Linked DNA regions of Sus scrofa: all the other regions are linked to region 3. The links are chromatin contacts, called in public Hi-C, HiChIP or PLAC-seq and promoter capture Hi-C maps. All regions are on one chromosome and are shown on one strand. The core of a region is the stretch at or near the end of the contact, and the rest is flanking DNA. Distances in the headings are between cores, read along the strand shown. Region 1 has its middle 49 kb from the start of FOXK1. Region 2 has its middle 28 kb from the start of FOXK1. Region 3 holds the start of AP5Z1 (adaptor related protein complex 5 zeta 1 subunit). Region 4 holds the start of RADIL (ras-associating and dilute domain-containing protein).

Evidence for each region. Promoter capture Hi-C pulls out the DNA fragments that hold promoters and counts their contacts. A called contact is a pair of places that touch in the nucleus more often than the background predicts. HiChIP or PLAC-seq counts read pairs in DNA pulled down with a chosen protein or histone mark.
Region 1: a contact with region 3 is called in an H3K27ac HiChIP or PLAC-seq map of skeletal muscle. The contact joins the enhancer-like site here to the promoter of AP5Z1 in region 3. A contact is called at or near these places in 2 of 5 promoter capture datasets (fetal skeletal muscle and liver), 13 of 47 Hi-C or Micro-C datasets (alveolar macrophages, blood, embryonic fibroblasts and 8 more) and 2 of 2 datasets of contacts at active chromatin or transcription factors (alveolar macrophages and skeletal muscle).
Region 2: a contact with region 3 is called in a promoter capture Hi-C map of liver, with 3 times the contacts expected there. The contact joins the enhancer-like site here to the promoter of AP5Z1 in region 3. A contact is called at or near these places in 2 of 5 promoter capture datasets (fetal liver and liver), 4 of 47 Hi-C or Micro-C datasets (fetal heart ventricle, liver, retroperitoneal adipose tissue and 1 more) and 2 of 2 datasets of contacts at active chromatin or transcription factors (alveolar macrophages and skeletal muscle).
Region 4: a contact with region 3 is called in a Hi-C map of skeletal muscle, with 4 times the contacts expected there. The contact joins the promoter of RADIL here to the promoter of AP5Z1 in region 3. A contact is called at or near these places in 1 of 5 promoter capture datasets (fetal skeletal muscle) and 3 of 47 Hi-C or Micro-C datasets (fetal liver, heart right ventricle and skeletal muscle).

Annotation. Positions count from the first base shown.
Region 1 is chr3:3,505,739-3,508,708 of Sscrofa11.1, reverse strand. No RefSeq gene overlaps it. Among named protein-coding and RNA genes, the nearest start is that of FOXK1, 49 kb to the left of the region's middle. Within about 2 kb of position 1,663, at least 21 of the 83 cell types and tissues checked have an H3K27ac peak or open chromatin away from gene starts, as enhancers often do. A contact at or near this core is called in fetal skeletal muscle, mesenteric adipose tissue, omental adipose tissue and 3 more, where this site is marked.
Region 2 is chr3:3,526,157-3,529,318 of Sscrofa11.1, reverse strand. No RefSeq gene overlaps it. Among named protein-coding and RNA genes, the nearest start is that of FOXK1, 28 kb to the left of the region's middle. Within about 2 kb of position 1,423, at least 70 of the 83 cell types and tissues checked have an H3K27ac peak or open chromatin away from gene starts, as enhancers often do. A contact at or near this core is called in alveolar macrophages, fetal liver, liver and 2 more, where this site is marked.
Region 3 is chr3:3,621,361-3,624,481 of Sscrofa11.1, reverse strand. It overlaps AP5Z1 (adaptor related protein complex 5 zeta 1 subunit), which reads right to left and starts at 1,798. Exons shown (of 17, transcript NM_001244772.1): 1 at 1,648-1,798. The coding sequence starts at 1,688.
Region 4 is chr3:3,714,459-3,717,471 of Sscrofa11.1, reverse strand. It overlaps RADIL (ras-associating and dilute domain-containing protein), which reads left to right and starts at 1,333. Exons shown (of 16, transcript XM_021086022.1): 1 at 1,333-1,444.

The sequences.
Region 1 (2,970 bases), core at 414-2,913, 120 kb after region 3:
CCACTGCATCACGATGGGAACTCCTGTTTATCCATTTTTCAGTGGACAGACCTTTGGGTTGTTTCTGCCCTTTGGCTGTTGTGAATAGCGCTGCTCTGAACGAGTGTTTTGCTGCATGCAAGTTTTTGCTGGAACTCCTGTTTTCAGTTCGTTTGGGTGCATGTGTACGAGCAGAAGTGCCGGTCCTGTGGTCATTCTATGTAAAGACATCCGCCACCCACAAGAGGGTCCCCACCAGGACTCAGCCCCGCTGGCCCCTGACCTGGGACTTCCTGCCTCCAGAGCTGGGAGAAAAACCCTGCGGTCTATAAGCCACTGGGGCCACAGGGCTTTTTGTTAGAGCTGCTGAATGGACCAAGACCGTTAGTGCCTCCTGTTTGTGAACTTGGCCTTGACCTGGCTGGACGGCTACAGTGTGCACACGCCCCCTTCCATCATCGGGGCGTGTGTAACGGTCGCACGTGCTTGTTTATTCTCATTGCTGTTTCGGGTTCCGTCATCAGAACCCACGTGCCACACGCTACGCACCCACCCACTGATGATGGGCGCCTGGGTTGTTTCGAGCCTTGACCTGTTGTCACTGAGGCGGTGGTGACCTCCTGGAATGTGTCTTTAGGTGGAGCCCTGCCCTGCCTCCTCTCGGGACGGAGTGAGCTGGCTGGGCCAGGGGAATACAGATAAAGCCCCGGTAGGGGCTGCCGAACGGATTTCCCAACAACTGTGTCACGTCGTGCAGCCACGTAACGGGAGAGAGTTTCCTTCTGCCCAACCTGGTGTCACACAGTCATTTTTCTTGGCACTTGGTGAAGCATCTTTCCATATGCTTATTTCCCATTTTAACATCTCTGAGTAACACTACAGTCTGGAGGGGCTGGTGTTCCTGCGTCCACTGGACAGAGGGGGACATTTGCTTTTTTTTTTTTTTTTTAAGGGCTGCACCCGTGGCATATGGAGATTCCCAGGTAGGGGTTGAAATGGAGCCTAGCTGCCGGCCTACACCACAGCTACAACAACACAGGATCTGAGCCGGGTCTGCGACCTACACCACAGCTCACAGTAATGCCAGATCCTTAACCCACTGAGCAAGGCCGGGGATCGAACCCATAACCTCATGGTTCCTCGTTGGATTCATCTCCACTGCGCCACGACGAGAACTCCTAGAGGGGGACATGTGAAGGGCAGAGGCCAGTGGCCTGGCCGACGGCGAGGGGCCCGGGAGCACTGGATCCCGGGTCTGCGCAGAAAGCAGTGACTGCTTACCCCGGGTTCTGCAGAGCAGCCGCGACTCCTGGAGAGGAGGCGTTCTCTTCCCCCCCAAACAGGAAGAAGACCTCAGAGGAGCACCTGACAAACTCAAGTTGGGCAACGTAGGGGTTAAGACGGCTGTTTTGGGCACAGGCTTGGCCGGCGGCGCCCGCCCTACCGCTGTTAGCCGTTGCTGTTATTTTTATGGGAAAGTGCGTCTGAGAGCCACCAGGGACTGGGAATGCGGCCTGGGGCCGGGCCTGGGGGGGCGGGGGCATGTCTGTACCCAAAGGAAACAGGACAACTTGAGTAATAGCAAATCCTGGAAATGATGACAGCCGCTTGCAAGCTTGCTGCAAGCGCCCTGTTCCGTTCGCAGAAACCGGATCCACAGGCATGTGTGTGGGAGGCGGGAGGCCCAGCCGCGCTGGGTCTCAGGTTTCTGGATCTCCGAGCTGCTGGAACCCATCTTCTTCTCCGTCTTAGGTCTGGGTCTCCAGAAGCAAAGCCTGAGAGGAGGGTGTGGGTGCGGGTTGTCGATGAGGGGGGTGGCCCCAGGGCCATCTGTGCGGGGCAGACCCAGAAGCCAAGGGGGGCAGGACCCAGGCGGCACTGGCAATCCCAAAGCATGCTTGGCCTCTTGTTTTCCAGCAGACAGACGCCCAAACATACAAACGGTCAGCACATGGTTGAGCAATTCCTCACCACCCTGGAGCCTGAGGACACGGGTTTCTGATCCCAGCGAGCCGGGCAGCCTCCCACCCCCCCAGCTCTGACACAGAGGCACCCAGGAAAAGCGAGAAGGTCAATGCCGAGACCTCATGTCCTCACGTCTCAGTAAGAGGAGGCTCGCCCAGCTCCCCCAGGTTCCCACAATGCTCTGCACCAGGAGGTAGAAGCCCCATGGCCTGCTCTGCTTTGAATGAACCCACGGGTGTGAGAGTAGGGAGCCCGGCCTCCTTTGCCTGCGTCTGGACACACCCAGGGGTGCGACCTGCATCCCAGAGGCCCGTCCTCCCTTGGCTTCTTGGGTCTCCCTGGCAAATGTCTCTGGGACCCCAACCCACAGCGGTGACTGGCACAGAAACCCTCACCTCAGGGAAGCAAGGATTCCTGCCTCCAGCAGGTGCACAGACACGGCCCATCCCCGGGAGCTGGTTTCCTGGGTAAAGCCATGACACGTGTGATTCTGGACGATTCTGGAATGACTGCTGCAGCTGAGGTTTTCTCTCCCTCTCCCCCTCTGAAGCCTCTCCTCACCCAACACGCACACGGGGTCCTCGGCTGTGACATGTGCGTGTTGGGCTCACGTGTGCACGGAATGGGGCACGAAGCACACGTGTGTGAGTCTGCTGGTTTCCCAAAGGGACCCCATCCATGTCACCACCACCAGGTCAAGCAGCGAACCTCACCAGCGTCTGGGAGAGAAGCCGTGTGCCCTTCCCGTCACCACCCAGGCACCCCTAAGTGCCACCCCGACTTCTGACACCAGAGCTCAGCTCTGCCTGCCGTTTGCCTTTTAAACAAACGGAATCACACGGAACGCTCTCTTGTGCGGCCGCTTGCCTGTACGGGTGACCTGACTCTGTCTGATGAGCTCTCGCCGTGGTCCGGCTCGCCTGCATCCCTGTCTCGTATTCACCACGAGAATATGCAGTTTATTCGCCCCTCCATCACTCACGGGCATGGCACCTCTTCCTAGTTTGGGCTCTGACAAAGGATGCT
Region 2 (3,162 bases), core at 174-2,673, 95 kb after region 3:
AAAGAAGTGGGTCACATCACACATGAATAAAGATCTAAAATCTTGTTGGTTTGTCTCACTCATGTAATATCAACCAATGCTACTAACACATATTACACTTGATGACAATACATTTATGGAAAAATAGTGGCATGGAGGCAACTCACTTGATAATGATTTAAATTTTTTTTTCTGCACAGACTGGGATCAAACCCACACCCCAGGGCTCCCAGATTGCTGTAGTGGGAGCTCCTCATAACTGAATTTTAACCAGAGGTTGGCTCTGGATACAAGAGTTCAGCAAAAATATGCAAGTGCATTCTTAATATCTGAGGACATCTGAGCATCCGTTGGCTCCAGGCAATTTATGTAAGAAAGAGTACATTGTATATTTTACATTTTTGGGGGTAGGCAGTGTGCTGCACAAGTTTCACAGTAATAAAATTTGTGCTTAACAGGACATGTACGTTCTCCTCGCCGCCAGTTGTTAAACATGTATCTGACCTTTAGGCAAGGACTTGCTGATTTCCTTTATAACTTAACCACTTTTAGCTTTCCTCTTACCTAGGTGTGACCCATTTCCCTTAGTGTCTGGGGCAGCATCTGGCACACATTAGATATTTTGAAAATACCCAAGTGAGAAAACCTCTAAGAAACATCAATTGTACAGAGCAACCACAAGTGGTAATGCAACTGAGTCTTCAGGGTCAAAAGGCAAACAAAGGAGGTTTGTTTGCTTTTTCACGTCCGTAAGCCCCCTCAATCCTGTTTATACTTAACGGTATAAATTCAAAGGACAAAAAAAAAGGGGGGCGGGGGGGGGGGGACAACAATACTAATCGCTTCCATAGACTGAGCGCTTAGCACGGGGCCAGTAGTGTTTTTCATGTGGAATCCCAAAAAGAATACCCACAGCGTAGGCGATATAGTACAAAACCGGAAACAACACACTTCCTGGATACTTTAATAACTCACTAATGCACCTTCCGTTCACTGATTTTCTAAATACGCACTGCGCATTTTACCGCGCGCCCGCAGGAGGCCGCGCCAGCCCTTCGGGGGGACCTAACCCCGGGCTGGGAGGGGGCAGCCGGCCCGCAGCCCGGGCAGAGGCCCTCCACGGGCATAGGCCCTCCACGGGCATCACCGCCCGGCCCCGCACTGCACGACCGGCTTCCGGACCCACGGGCGCGGGGCGGGGTCCCAGGGCCCCCGCCGGCCGCTCAGTGCGCCCCCGCCGGGTCGCCCCACCCTCCGGGGAAGCCCGGGGCGAGCCGACCAGGCTCAGCCGTCACGAGGACGCCCCCGACCCACGCCCGGCTGCGGCGCAGACCGGAAGGCGAGTGGTGACGCGTCGTGCGCAGGCGCCACTGCAGCGCGGCGCCGCCGGCCGCCGCTGGGGGGCGGTGAGGCGCGCCGGCGCCGTGGGGGAGGGGAGGCCGCCGCGCGGGGACCGGACCACGTGCGCACCACGTGGCGCCCCCGGCAGCCCCGGGCCGCGGTAGGGCTGCCGGACCGACCACGCCGCGCAGCCGGCAGCCCGCGAAGGCGAAGGGATGGGTCGCCCCGCCGATGCCCCCGTTGACCTCTGACCCTTAACCCCACACCTTTAGGGTTACCCTTGGTCGGTGGCCGGGCGGTGTGTTTATAAACATAACTCCCGGCGGGGCCGAAACCCCGGATCGCGGATTCACACCCCGGGGAGCGGAGCCTTCCGCGCCCTGCGTCTTATGCGCATGCGCCCTCCGGCTCCTCCCGCGCTTGCGCACCGGCGGGCGGGGGCGGGCCGTGGCGCCCGGCGGGCGGGGCTGTTCGACCGGGAAGGGGGCGGGCGGCGGCCCCGCCCGGGCTTTCCCCCGCCCTTCCCGGCTGTGTGACCTGGGCGGGCCTCCTGGCCGCTCTGAGCCGGGTCTCCGCCTGCACGGTGGGGCGCAGAGGGGTGGCTGCCCTTGCCTGGCTGTGTCGTGTCTCTGGCCGTGTGGCCGCCCCACGCCCACCCCGTGTGTCCATCTGACTCGAGAGAGAGCCTTTCAGCGCTGCCAGGGACCCGTGCTGGGGAATGTGTAAATGCAGTATTTACACACTGTGGAATGCCAGTCAGCTTTAAAAAGCAGTGGAGGAAATTTTGTGACATGTGTGTTTTAATCGCAATGAAGTATGTGACGGAAGACACAGTTCAAGTGAAATAATCCAGACACAGAATGACACGGTGAATCATCGCAGTCACTGGAGGTCCCTAGACCAGGCAGCTTCACAGAGACGCAGTGGAAAGGTGGTCGTCCGGGGCGGGGATGGGAGTGTCGATGGGGACAGCGTCTCAGGCTGGGAAGATGAAAAAGTTCTGGAGATGGACGGAGGTGGTGGCTGCACAGCAGTGGGAATGTACCTAATGCTGCTGAATTGTCCTTAAAAATGGTTAAAGTAGTAAACTGTGTTTGTATTTTACCACAATCCACCCCTTCTGCCCATCAGATCATGTTGTGCCTGAAAATATCCTTCCCATTAAAAAAAACAAATGGGGGGGCACCCAGGTGCATGTGGAAATTTCCAGGCCAGGGATCGAACCCGCACCTCGGCAGGGACCTGAGCCACAGGTCCTTAACCTACTGAGTCACCAGGGAACTCCTATCCTTCCCATGTTTTAAGAGGCCCGGACCCCTCTCACCCTGCCTGTGTCACCTGGAATCCCTCCAGCCCCGAGCAGGTGCTTTTCTTACCTGGAACACACCTTGCTCATCGCTTTGCCTTGCTGTTCTCTCTGACTGAAAATCCTGTCCCTCTCACCTTCTCACGGCCGTTTCCTTCTTGTATGTTCATTCATCTAATCAACAGGTACCTGTGCTGACCTGATGCTGGGCTGCATGCAGGGAGTAGGGGATACAGAGGTGATCAAAGCAGGGAAGGGTTTTCCTCGCACAGACTTGGTGTCCTGGCAGAGGCTCTAGTCAATACACACCAGCAGAAAAGTATTGCATCATGGTTAAGCGCTGTAAGAAACCTGTGTGATAGTGGCTGGGATTGAGATCTAATTGAGATCAGATGACCCGGGGAGGGACTCGGAGGGCCGGCTGTCTGAACCCAGACCTTGCAAGATAAGGACTTGGCCATGGAAGGTGGGGGAGATTTCCAGGGAGAGAGGGGAGAGCTGGTGGAAAAACCCTGGGGCCAGAACCATTTCAGTGT
Region 3 (3,121 bases), core at 549-3,048:
TCATTCAACTCAGTATCAAAAAGCCCCAAACAACTCGATTAAAAAATGAGCACAAGACCCGAATAGACATTTTTCCAAAGAAGACATACAGATGACCAACGGGCACATGAGAAGACACTCAACACAGCTATCATCAGAGAACCGGAAACCAAAACCGCAATGAAATAATACCTCACACCTGTCAGAATGGCTGTCAACAAAAAGACCACAAGAGCAAAAGTCGAGGAGAAAAGAGAACCCTAGTACACTGTTGGTGGGCATGTAAATTGGTGCAGCCACTACGGAAAACAGTTCCAAAAAAAACTAAACATGGGGAATTCCTGCTGTGGCACAACCGAGCACTGGGATGAAGGTTCAATCCCTGACCCAGCACAGTGGCTTAAGGCTCTAGCGTTGCCGCAGCTGCAATCTGATCCCAGGCCCAGGAACTCCATACGCCCCAAGGCAGCCAAAAAAGAAAAAAAATAAATAAAAATAGAACTACTTTTAATGATCCAGCAATTCCATTCCTGGGTATACATCCGAAGAAAATGAAAAGACTAGTCTGAGAAAGTACATGCACCTCAAGTGTTCACAGCAACACTACTGACAATTGCCAAGATACGGAAGCAACCTAAGTATCCATCTAAGGCGTATAAATCAGGAAGATGTGGCATCTAGTCACAGTGGAACACCACTCAGCCGTAAAAAGAATGCAATTCTGCAACTGGTAACAGCATGGATAAACCAGGGATGCTTAGTGAAAGGTCAGTCAGAGAAAGATAAATAAGGCATGTTATCATTTCCATGTGGAATCTAAAAAATGAATGAATACAACGAAACAGATTTACAGAAACAAATAATAGTGGTGGTTACTGATGGAGAGAGGGACACGGTCAGGATAGGGAATTAGACATACAATCTGCTCTTTCATAAAAAGATACATTGCACATCACAGGAAAGACAGCCAATATTTCACAATAACTTCAAACAGCATATAATCCACAAAAATACTGAATCATTACGTTGCACACCTGACACTCATCTGTAAATAAACTATACTCCAATTTAAAGATACCTAGTTTAACACAGCTCCTAAATTCAAGTGAACTTCGACTGTACTACTGGGACCTGAATACTGGAATATCTGTACAACGCGGAAGGAAACAGAGACTATTCAGGACTTAGAGAGGGTGCTACAAATCCTCAAAACACTCCTCTAACAGAATTTCACCTGGTCACTTTGACCTTGTGTATTTCTGCCCTCTTCGCCGCCTTTAGAACCTAGTATGCATTCAAGATCTTGCTTGACTAAGACCACAGAGCTGCAAGGATCTTAATCTTCCCAAATCCACTTTGGGGGGTTCTTCTCAGGTTTACCAGGAGCCCGTGGTTCTGACTGCATTTTCCTCTCTCGAACAAGGAGCACCAAGACTGCCCGATGGACTGCGGGGTTTCAGTCCGAGCTGCATCTGCTTTCCCTCAAGACTGCTTAGCCGGTGAGGAAGGGGCTTACGGAAGCCACCTCCTCCGGGGCCCGGCTCGGCCTTCCCGGGACCTCCTCGGCCCCCGCGCCCGGCCTGCGTGGCCTCCCCGCCCCCCGAGCCTCCCGAGCGGGACGGGCTCCGAACCCCCGCCAGGCGCCCCAAAGGAAAGGCGCACCCCTACCTGGCCTGACGGAGCAGACTCTCGGCCCCCGCCGTGAACATGCCGCCGCCGCCGCCTCCACGAAACGCAGCCCGACAGTGGCGGTCGCCGGCCACTCCCGGAGCACAGCCCTCCGCAGCGCCGGCTTCCCGGTCGCGTCACGTGACGCATCACGTGGGCAGGGCGCGCAGGCCGCCGACCAATGGGCTTTGACGGAGCGCTCAACGCGGGGCGGGGCCTTCGGCGCTCGGGCCGCGGGTCCTGATTGGCTCCTGGTCGCGTTTGCGCGCTTTGGGCAGCGGGACCTGGGCTCCTCGGGACCTCTAGACCCCCGAACTTCCGAGCCCGGAGCTACGGCAACCAGGACCCCTGGGCGGCGCGGGCTCAGGGCGTCCGGCGCCGTTAGGAGCCGCCTGTCACCGGCCTCAGCAACTTCGCTTTTTCAGTAACACAGTCCGCTCTGTCCCCTGCAGCCTCAGTGTTCGGGGCGGCCTGAAACTTAGACCAAGGGCGGTTGTGGGCTGGATCCCTGTCCAGCGGTTTGCAAGGAACAACTGCGGCCCTCAGTTTTCTTTTTTGTCTGTTTTTAAGGTCTGCACCCGTGGAGTATGGAAGTTCCCAAGCTAGGGGTCCAATCGGAGCTGCAGTCGCCAGCCTACACCACAGCCACAGCAACGCTGGATCCGAGTCACCTCTGCGACCTACACCAGAGCTCACGCCAACTGCTAGATCCTTAACCCACCGAGCGGGGCCAGGGATGGAACCTGCGTCCTCACGGATACTAGTCGGATTCGTTTCCACTGTGCCAAAATGGGAACTCCCTCCCAGAGGTTTTTTTAATTTAATTTTTTAGAGGTCCCATTTTATTTAGCACCTATCATAGGCTGTACCTGCTGCTTTAAAAAAAATCTTACTCAGTTCTCACCCTAAATCACAGGCTATGGATACTTATTTTACAGCCGAGGCAACAGGCTCAGAGCGGGAAAGTCAAATTCTAGTAATTCTGAAAGGTGTGTTGGCCACAGTATCCCCACCCTGCACACTGCGTGGGGACACAGGGCGATACTCTGGGCAGTGACAGCCCAGCGTGACAAATGCTGTTACAGCTTGACAAACGATGGCTCCGTGGCAGACGCGTTTCTATCCAGACCCGAGACAGCAGCCCCTTCAGGTGATGTGATGGTAAATCCCAAGACTCCGCAGGGAGAAGAGGTGGCCCGTCCCCCGCAGCTGCTGTGTCCTTGTCCCCATGCTCTCAGAACACTTGGGGGCACGATTCTGCACATGAAGAAATGGAGCTTCTCCAGGGTTCAAGTCCCACAGCTGGACTCTGAGCCAAGTCTGACTGCCAAGTCCCTGCCCCGGCCCCTCTCATGCAGGACCCAAGGACAACAGCACACAGCGCCTGTGGGGGCCCCCAGGTGGGGGGGGGCACTGGTCCCCACACATCTGGGCAGGTGTAAGCCATCTTCCTCAGGGAACTTAGGGGATGGTG
Region 4 (3,013 bases), core at 84-2,583, 93 kb before region 3:
GGGATGAGGAGTGGGGGGGTGTGGAGAGTCTTGAAAAGGATACCATTTAATCACAGAGTCCCAGGCTCAATTCTTGGCCCTACCTCTAGCAGTTTGACCTCTCTCAGGCTCTGTTTTCCCCTCTGAAAAATGGGTGTAATGACATCTGCCTCACAGGAGCTGATGTGAGCTTTATTTTATTTATTTATTTTTGCTTTTTAGGGCCACACCTGCCGCATATGGAGGTCCCCAGGCTACAGCTGCCAGCCTACGCCACAAGGGGAACTCCCTGACGTGAGCTTTAGATGAGAGGGTCTGATATATTTTATGTGGTCTACAAATGTCTGTTCCCTCCTCCCCACTTTCTCCACTGCACATTCGGGGTCAGCGCCATAAAACTTGGTACCCCAATAGCTGTCAACAAGCAGGTGCATTCCCGAGGTCCGAATTCATATCCGAGGCCACGTGAATCCCCCAGGTCTAGCGCATGAGCAGCGCGGTACAAAGGGAGCTGTGAACAGCCCTTCTCCAAGATGAAACCCCAGCCGGAGGACTGGGGCCAAAGCGAGCTCGAAGGACACGTGCTTCTTTTCAAACAAGTTACCCGAGAAGGGCGGTTGGGCCAGAGCCCTGGAGCTGGCCTGGCCCCGTTTTGCATCCTTTTAAGCACAAGAGTGCCACGATCTGATTTGTCATTTAAGACGCTGGTGGGTGGGGGACAGAATGTAGGGAAACGGAACCTGCCACCCTTGTCCTCTTTCCATGTTTCGAACGTTCATATATCGGAGTCACAGCTCTGTACCGCCCCCTAACGATGAGCGCTTGCCTTACCCAGCTTCCTCTTTTTCCTGGCCTTCAAAGCCAAGGGAATAGGAGGTGGGATAGAAACTGCTTGCCCGAGGCCAGCACTTGGCCCAGGAGCTTGGGGAGCCCCGCCCCTCCTGCACAGGCCCCTCCCTTCCTTGCCTTGGAGGGCAAGTCCACACCCATTAATTGCTTGGCAGGTGGTGCCGTGCTCAGCCCCATCCCCTGGCTCCGCCCCTCCCCTAGGCCACGCCCCTTCCAGGCTCCCTTTCGGTCCATTGGATGGCGGCCGGATCACCCTGGGCCCAGACTGTCTCTTCTCGTCCCGCCTTGTTGCTCAGATGCTCCATTCCCTCGAGGGCTCATCCGAGGTGTCATCTCATTGGGCCTGCAGCACGTCCCTCGGAGGCCCCGCCCTCCAAAGGCCCCGCCCTACCTGTTGGGGGGCGCAGGAGGAGCCCGCGCGCCTCTCGCCGCGGGCCACGCCCTCCCACTGGCCCCGCCCACAGGGGCCCGCCCCAAGAGGGCCCGCCCCGGCCGTTGATCTGCCGGCAGGAGGCGCGCCACGCGCGAGTCCCGAGCCCTGGCTCCGGCTAACGGCGGGTGTGGGAGCCGTGCCGGAACGCGGCGGCGGCGGCGGCGGCGGCGGGCTGTGCTGGAGGTGAGTGCGGGGTGCGCGAGGAGCGGCGGCGGCGGGGGTCGCTCCGTGGCGGCCGGGGTCCCGGGGCGCGGAGGCTGGCCGGGCCGGGAGGCCGCGGGGCGCGCGCTGGGGCAGCTAGCCCCGCACGGGGCATCTTTCTTGCCACCCAGCCCAGGCTTGTTCGGTTGTCATGGAAACAGGCGGCTCTCGGGGCCCGGGCGAGGCCTCGGGGGGCGGAACCCGCAGACCGGCTACATGGGGGTTCCAGGGGGTCAGCTCCGGCCACTACCCGCTTTGGCCCCCGGAGCCTGGGCCCCCCAACGGCGGGGTTCCCCCAGGCCTCAGTTTCTCTGGCGGCCCCCACGGAGGGGGGTCTGCAAGGCGGGCACAGGGCGCAGGAGTCCGTACCCTCTTTCCGGGGTCCGCGTGACATCCCCCCCGCCCACGGCCTGTCTTGGTTTCCCTATTCACACGGCAGCGCTGTTCCCCACTCGCGTGCCAGCTGAAAGCATTGTCTCCCAGCTATTTCTGTACCATTTCCAGCCCCTTGACAAACAGTGCATCCTGGGGGGCCCACGCAGAAAACTCCCTTATTTCCCATTAGAGAGTGGGTACGTGGGACCCAGGCTGCTCTCACACCCAGCCCTGGCAACTCCCAGCACCTGGTCAAGTGTTTGGTTAATCTGAATTGCTGAAAAGAATTTCCCAAGTCCTCCGCCCGCTGGTGATTACAGGTGCCTCTGGTTAGTTACAGGTGTCTCCCATTGGCACAGGCCGCCTGGTCCGCATTCCAGAGAGGAGCCAGTCCTTAATCCCACTGGCAGAAAAAGCCCCCTGTCAAGAGGCTAGCATGGCAGAATTAAGTCTGATTAAATAATATCTGTGTTTAAAAGCACGGCTCTGGCTGGCGCTGTCGAGTGCGCGTTTTGGCCGGTGGGGGTAAGGCCCAGCCTGCGTGACTCTACTCTCGTCCCCTCCTGCCCTGGTGGAAATTCTAATGGATCCCACGTTGCAGTGTTGGAACGGCCGTGTCCCTCCACCCATTAGCTCAGCCCCACACTGACCTCACTCTCTGCCCTGGCTGCTGTGACTCGAGCTTGTTTTCATCAGAAATTGGACTCTTCCTTGCAAACAAGAGGAAAACATTCTCCAGGGGAAGCAGCAGCTTGCAGCCCACCGCCTCCAGCCCGTGTTTCCCCGGTATTTGTGCGAAAGAGGAGAGAACTGAGCAGAAGAGGAAAAGGCAGGTCATGTGTCCAGAAAAACAGATCTGGTTTCGCAGAGCCGGCCCCGCTCAGCAGGCTCCTCTCGCCCTCTGCAAGGACGCATCTGTCCCATTTGGACAAACAGGCTGTACTCTGCTTTCTGTGACGGTGGCGGAAGGGCCTGCCCGAGCCGCTGGCCACTGTCCGTGGTTGCTCTCTGAAAATGGCCACAGAATGACCAGGAGGGGAAGAGAGCTTCCTGATAAAATCGATCCGACAGATCAGGGTCCGTGTTTCCTGGGCCTTGTTGGGGCTTAAGGAGCAGTTACTGGAAGGGAATGAGTCGGTCTCTCCTACAGGCTCTGGCCCCTTTTCCCGACATTGC